2 separate regions of the Callithrix jacchus genome follow, and region 1 is linked to region 2. A link is a contact called in public Hi-C data. All regions are on one chromosome and are shown on one strand. Each heading gives the region's core, a stretch centred on a gene start, on an enhancer-like site or on the middle of the called end of the contact. The rest is flanking DNA. Distances are from core to core; before and after follow the strand shown. Region 1 holds the start of BRD4 (bromodomain containing 4). Region 2 overlaps BRD4 (bromodomain containing 4).

The links. Hi-C and Micro-C count contacts between places; a contact is called where the count stands out from the background.
Region 1: a contact with region 2 is called in a Hi-C map of skeletal muscle, with 2.3 times the contacts expected there. The contact joins the promoter of BRD4 here to the enhancer-like site in region 2. A contact is called at or near these places in 2 of 3 Hi-C or Micro-C datasets (induced pluripotent stem cells and skeletal muscle).

What each region holds. Positions count from the first base shown.
Region 1 is chr22:14,039,429-14,042,128 of calJac240_pri, reverse strand. It overlaps BRD4 (bromodomain containing 4), which reads left to right and starts at 1,268. Exons shown (of 19, transcript XM_078358978.1): 1 at 1,268-1,503. It overlaps LOC144580721 (a long non-coding RNA gene), which reads right to left and starts at 1,202. Exons shown (of 2, transcript XR_013530736.1): 1 at 1-1,202.
Region 2 is chr22:13,972,437-13,975,136 of calJac240_pri, reverse strand. BRD4 (bromodomain containing 4) reads left to right here. Exons shown (of 19, transcript XM_078358978.1): 4 at 64-199; 5 at 1,984-2,273. Among named protein-coding and RNA genes, the nearest start is that of EPHX3, 32 kb to the right of the region's middle. Within about 2 kb of position 1,331, at least 4 of the 16 cell types and tissues checked have an H3K27ac peak or open chromatin away from gene starts, as enhancers often do. A contact at or near this core is called in skeletal muscle, where this site is marked.

The DNA of each region.
Region 1 (2,700 bases), core at 19-2,518, 67 kb before region 2:
CCTCCAGAGTACCTGGGACTATAGGGGTGCACCATCACACCCGGCTAATTTTTTTCTATTTTTAGTAGAGATGGGGTTTCATAGCATTAGTTGGTATGATCTCATGATCCACCCACCTCAGCATCCCAAACTGCTGGGATTACAGTCGCGAGCCACCGCGCTGGGCTTTTCTTTTTTTGAGACAGAATCTCGCTCTGTCGCCCAGGCTAGAGTGCAGTGGCATGATCTCGGCTCACTGCACAACCTCTGCCTGCCAGGTTAAAGTGATTCTCCTGCCTTAGCCTCCTGAGTAGCTGGGAGTACAGGCATGCACCACCACACCAGGTTAATTTTTGTATTTTTAGTAGAGGCAAGGTTCTCCAACCCCTGGCCTCAAGCCATCTGCCTGCCTAGGCCTCCCAAAGCGCTAGGATTACAGGCCTGAGCCACCATTCCTGGGATCACAGGGTTGAGTCTTAAGGATGGGAAGAGCAGGGTGTGGTGGCTCATGCCTGTAATCCCAGCACTTTGGGAAGCCGAGGCAGAAGGATCACTTGAGCCCACGAGACAGAGACCAGCCGGAGCAACATAGTGAGACCCCGTCTTTACAAAAAATAGTTAGCTGGGTGTGGTGGTGCACACCTGTAGTCTCAGCTACCTGGGAAGCTGAAGCAGGAGGATCGCTTGAGGCTGCAGTTAACTTTGATCGTACCACTGCACTCCAGCCTGGGGGACAGAGCAAGACCATGTCACTTTAAAAAAGAAAAAGGGTAGATTGGAAGAAGGTCAGCAGGGGGATATAAAAGAGGAAAGGTGCTACCTCGCTGCACCTTTAGATCCCAGGGGCAGTCTTGGCCTTGCTTGCAGACTTCTCTCATCTCCTTTCCTCCATTTCACCCCAGCCCCGGCGCCCCCATCGCAGCTCTCTCGTCTCAGCCTCCCCACCTGGAGTCCTCCCTCAGACTGGGCTCTGTCCTCCGCCTCCACCATGAGTCTTTGGGGTTCCTCCTCACCGTCCTCCCTCCCTGTGAGGGTCTGTCTTCAGACATTTCTCAGTATTTTGGAGATCTCTCTCAGGCTTCAGATCCTTTCCCACAGGCCCAGTCTGCACTCCGCGCGTTTCCCCCAGCCCGCTTCATCGTTCAGACTGGGGGTCCCCCACTCACCTCGCAGCCACTGTTTTTCCGGAGCTCGTTCGCGCTGGGCACGGGGGCGGGGTGCGCACAACGGGCGGCGGCAGCGGCGCGAGGCGCGCGCGCAGCGTGCGCGGTGACGTCAGTGCGCTGGCGGCGGCGGCGGCGGCGGCGGCGGCGGCAGGGCTGTTTGTTCTGCTCTCCCGCAGCCGAAGAGCCGAAGCGGTGGCGGCGGCGGCGACGGCGGCTGCCGGCAGTGCCCGCGGGCGAGCGCGGCCTGTGAGCTCGGCGGAGCGGCGGGCGGGCCGCGGCGCCGCTCAGGCAGCCCGGGGAGCGGGCGACGGCAGCGGGCTGACGGCCGGCGGGGGCGGCGTGCGGCCTAGCGTCTCAGGTGAGGACTGGTGCCGTTCGGGGCGGCGGACGGCGCGGGGCGGCCGGCGGGGGCTCGCGGCGCGGCCCGCGTAACCTGCATTGCGTAATGGGGCCGGTGCGCCGCCACCTACGCCATCGGCGCGGCGCGGGGGCGGGGAGGCCGGGGCTACGCGGGCTCGGGCCTGCTGGCCACCCGCGCTTCTCGCGCCGGGCCAGGACGGCCTGCGTCGCTTGCCTCAGGGCGGCGGGGTCGCTCGTGGCCGCCCCGCCGTTGGTGCCGTCGGACCCGGACTCGGGCTGGCCGGTGGGGTTCGGGCTGAGGGCGCGGGCGCCGCGGCTGGGCGGGCGACCGGGGGCGGGTTGGGGGCGGGCCGAGGCGCCCGGCACTTCCTGCCGCCGCCATTTTGTCAAGTGAGGAGGAGGAGGAGGAGGCGGAGGAGGAGGAGGAAGCGACTGCCGCGGGATTTGCGGCGCGCCCGGCCCGGGTAAGTCCGGGCCTGGCGCGGGGCCCGCGAGCGCCGCTGTCCCCGTGTGCGGTCCCGTAGGCGGGCGCGGGCCCGACGCGCTCTCACTCTAGCACTCAGGTCCTTTTGCCTGGACCGGGGCACCTCGCCCCCGCCCCCATCACCTCACCTTCCCGGTGGTCCCGGGAGCCCTGTGGAGAAAGGGCCAGGTTCTCTCCGGAAGGAGGTGATTGCCACTTCATGCCGGTCTGAGGACAGACCCCAGAGGGCGGGAGCGGTGCCCTGGGGGGATGAACTTGGCCCTCCTGACGCACCCACTCCCAGCCTGGTGGCCCCTTGCTGGGCGCTTTGTTTTGCTCCGTCGGTGCTCGCCGGCGTCCTTGCAACGGCCTCTTTTATTTGCAGTGTCGTGTGTGGCTGTGGTGGTGGTTTGGGGTGGGGACGTAGGGGAGTTGTGATTCAGCGAAATAAAATGATCCCCTTCCTCCCAAACGGAAATGGCTTGCCTTCACCGGCTGAGATGCCACCAAGGCTTGGCCTTTCATGAAGATGGGAAACCCCCATCTGGTGTAGTGGACTGTGTAAATACTTCAGGCCCGTGCATGAGTCATGTGCTTCAGTTGGGTGACTGACCTGCCTTTTGCTCAAGACCACGCTTGATTTTTTAAGATTTTTATTTGCTTGTTTACGTTTCGTGCAGCCTGGTAAGGTTTCTGGTCTTGTCATTGGGCTCATTTCTGTGTGTGTGTGTG
Region 2 (2,700 bases), core at 82-2,581:
CCCTGTCTGTGGAGGTGGGGAGGGGAGGGCCCTCTGACTCTGCCCATGTGTCTCCTTATCCAGCCTGGAGATGACATAGTCTTAATGGCAGAAGCTCTGGAGAAGCTCTTCTTGCAAAAAATAAACGAACTACCCACAGAAGAAACTGAGATCATGATAGTACAGGCAAAAGGAAGAGGACGTGGGAGGAAAGAAGCAGGTAGAGTACTGAAATAGCAAGTAAATTGGCTTTCTTCCTGACCTTTGTCCCTTTTCCAAGTTCGGTGGGGAGCTGGGAGTGGGAGGAAGATGGTGACATTACATACTACAGGCCCTGTTGGTGTTTGGACATAGTGGGATTGGATGCTGGATTCAATCCAGCTGGTTCAGTGCTGGATCCCACAGGGTCATGTGGGCCTGTGGCCTTTTGTAAGCATAAATAATTGGGCCCTGCCTTTTTTGAGGGTAGGTGATGGACTTAACGATAAAAAGAAATTGTAACTTGTCCAAACACTTTGATGTTGTTTGAATGCTTCACCCTGCCAGGGTTGTGGATGATTTTTGCTTTTCCATTTTAAGGACATTAACATGACCAGAAATCATTTTAAGTAACATCTCAGTTTTAAACCTTGAGGTTTGTCATTGGAATTACCTTGATGCACTGGTATCAGAGCCATCCCTGCTTCTGATGCTCAGTTGTCTGAAATGAAAGCCCTCCTTGTCCATCTCTGCTTGTCACTACCCCTCAACTGACACAGGTTTCCAGGGGCCAGCTGGCAGAGCTACCCACTAGGAAATGATTCTGTCTAGGAAACTCTCCAGCAGCTGCTGTCTACATCTTGTCCTTTGCAGTTCCATGCTGCAGAAGGGTGACATTTGCAAGGTGTTCCCTGAGTGTGAGTTGTTTGCTTCTCTGAGCAGCAGCCTTTCACCTGGTCTCCCACTCTGTTTTGAAGTGATGGCAGAAAGGGGGTTGCTATGTCCCCTGCTGCACCCAAGGGTACCCAAGGAGAACTAGTCTCACTTGTCACCCTGTGGCTGTTATACATATCAGGTCACATCCCTGATCCTCATGAAAGTCACATCCCTTATCCTTACATGAGGATATTGGTCCTTGCTCCCTGGGACCAGGGGTTTGGGCTGAATGCTGGCCAGACATGGTGGCACCTCCTGTTCCAGTCTGGGAGAAGCCCAGGAGTTGTGCCTGGGGGAGGAGAATTGGGAAACTCAGCAGAATCTCACCCTTGCTCCTTGAGATGCACCTGGAACATGGGTGCTGCTTTAGCCTGCACATGTAGGCGCTGGGTGTCTTTCTCTGTTTTCTTGGTAGCCAACATGCACACGAAGGATGTGGTGACCCCAGGTCATGCTCCTAGACACTGGCTCCCTGGTCCGCCCACTCTTAGTGCTCTGGCCATAACCCCTCATTTTTTGGAGCTGGTTGGGTGGGCCATGTGACCATTGTGTGTTTGGAGTCCCTGCACAGCTGCTAGGAGGCAGCGCCTGAGCCAGTCATGAAGGTCAACAGTCCAGCTGTCCCTTGTGGCTCCGGGAGGTAGGGGCCTGCCAGTTTGCAGAAACCTTGGCCAGGGTGGCTACTGCCGGCTCCCTGCCAGAAGCTCTTACTCAGAAAGCAGCGCTTCTGGGAACAAGGGCAGCTGTGCCTGGAAGCTTGGAGAAGCGTTTTCCCGCTCTCTGTCCACAGTCAGTGTATGTTTCCTGCTCCTTGAGCCCAGGCCTCCAGGCTTCATGAAGGGGTCTTTGTGCCTGAGTTGGGAGTTGCAGCCCTGACGCCTTAGTAAATGGAAGTGCAGTTTTCCACTATTCTCAGAGCCCCAGGGACAGGTGGACGGGTTTGGCAAAGTGGAGTCTGGGATGTTCGTCTCTCAGGCAAATAAACGAAACACAGAGATGTGCATTCACTGTGTGTGGTGTATATCCCTACAAAGTCAGCATGTGGATGTTAGCATGGCCTCTAACTCCCTGTCTTACTATGATTCGTAGGGACAGCAAAACCTGGCGTTTCCACAATACCAAACACAACTCAAGCATCAACTCCTCCGCAGACCCAGACCCCTCAGCCGAATCCTCCTCCTGTACAGGCCACACCTCACCCCTTCCCTGCTGTCACCCCAGACCTCATCGTCCAGACCCCTGTCATGACGGTGGTGCCTCCCCAGCCACTGCAGACGCCCCCGCCGGTGCCCCCTCAGCCACAACCCCCACCTGCTCCAGCTCCCCAGCCTGTACAGAGCCACCCACCCATCATCGCGGCTACCCCGCAGCCTGTAAAGGTGAGTGTCCTGGGCTTCGGAGGGCTTCTGTCACCAGGGAGGAGAGTGGCCCCTGTCCTTGCCTATGCTTTGCACAGAGCCTGTCCTGGGTCCCAGGCACTGGAGGGTGTTTCTGGGGAGATCTTGCTGTGTTGAAATTGCAGCCCAGAAGCAGATGCCTCGATGACTCAAAGATCCCATAATTGTGTCACACTTCCTAGCGGGCTCCTGTCCCTTGCCCCTCTCTCTTAATTTAGACTGCACATATTTGCAGATGTGCTATCTTAGTAATCTCTGAATCCTGCTTCCCCTAGGCAGCTGGGGAGATGCCCTGGTGTTAGGTAGGAAGCAGCCTCCAGAGGTTCTTTGACTTCCAAGTGAGCACTCAGTTGTATGCTTTCTCCTGCCACAGGCAGGTCCTGTCCCAGCTGCAGAGCAGAGTGCTGGG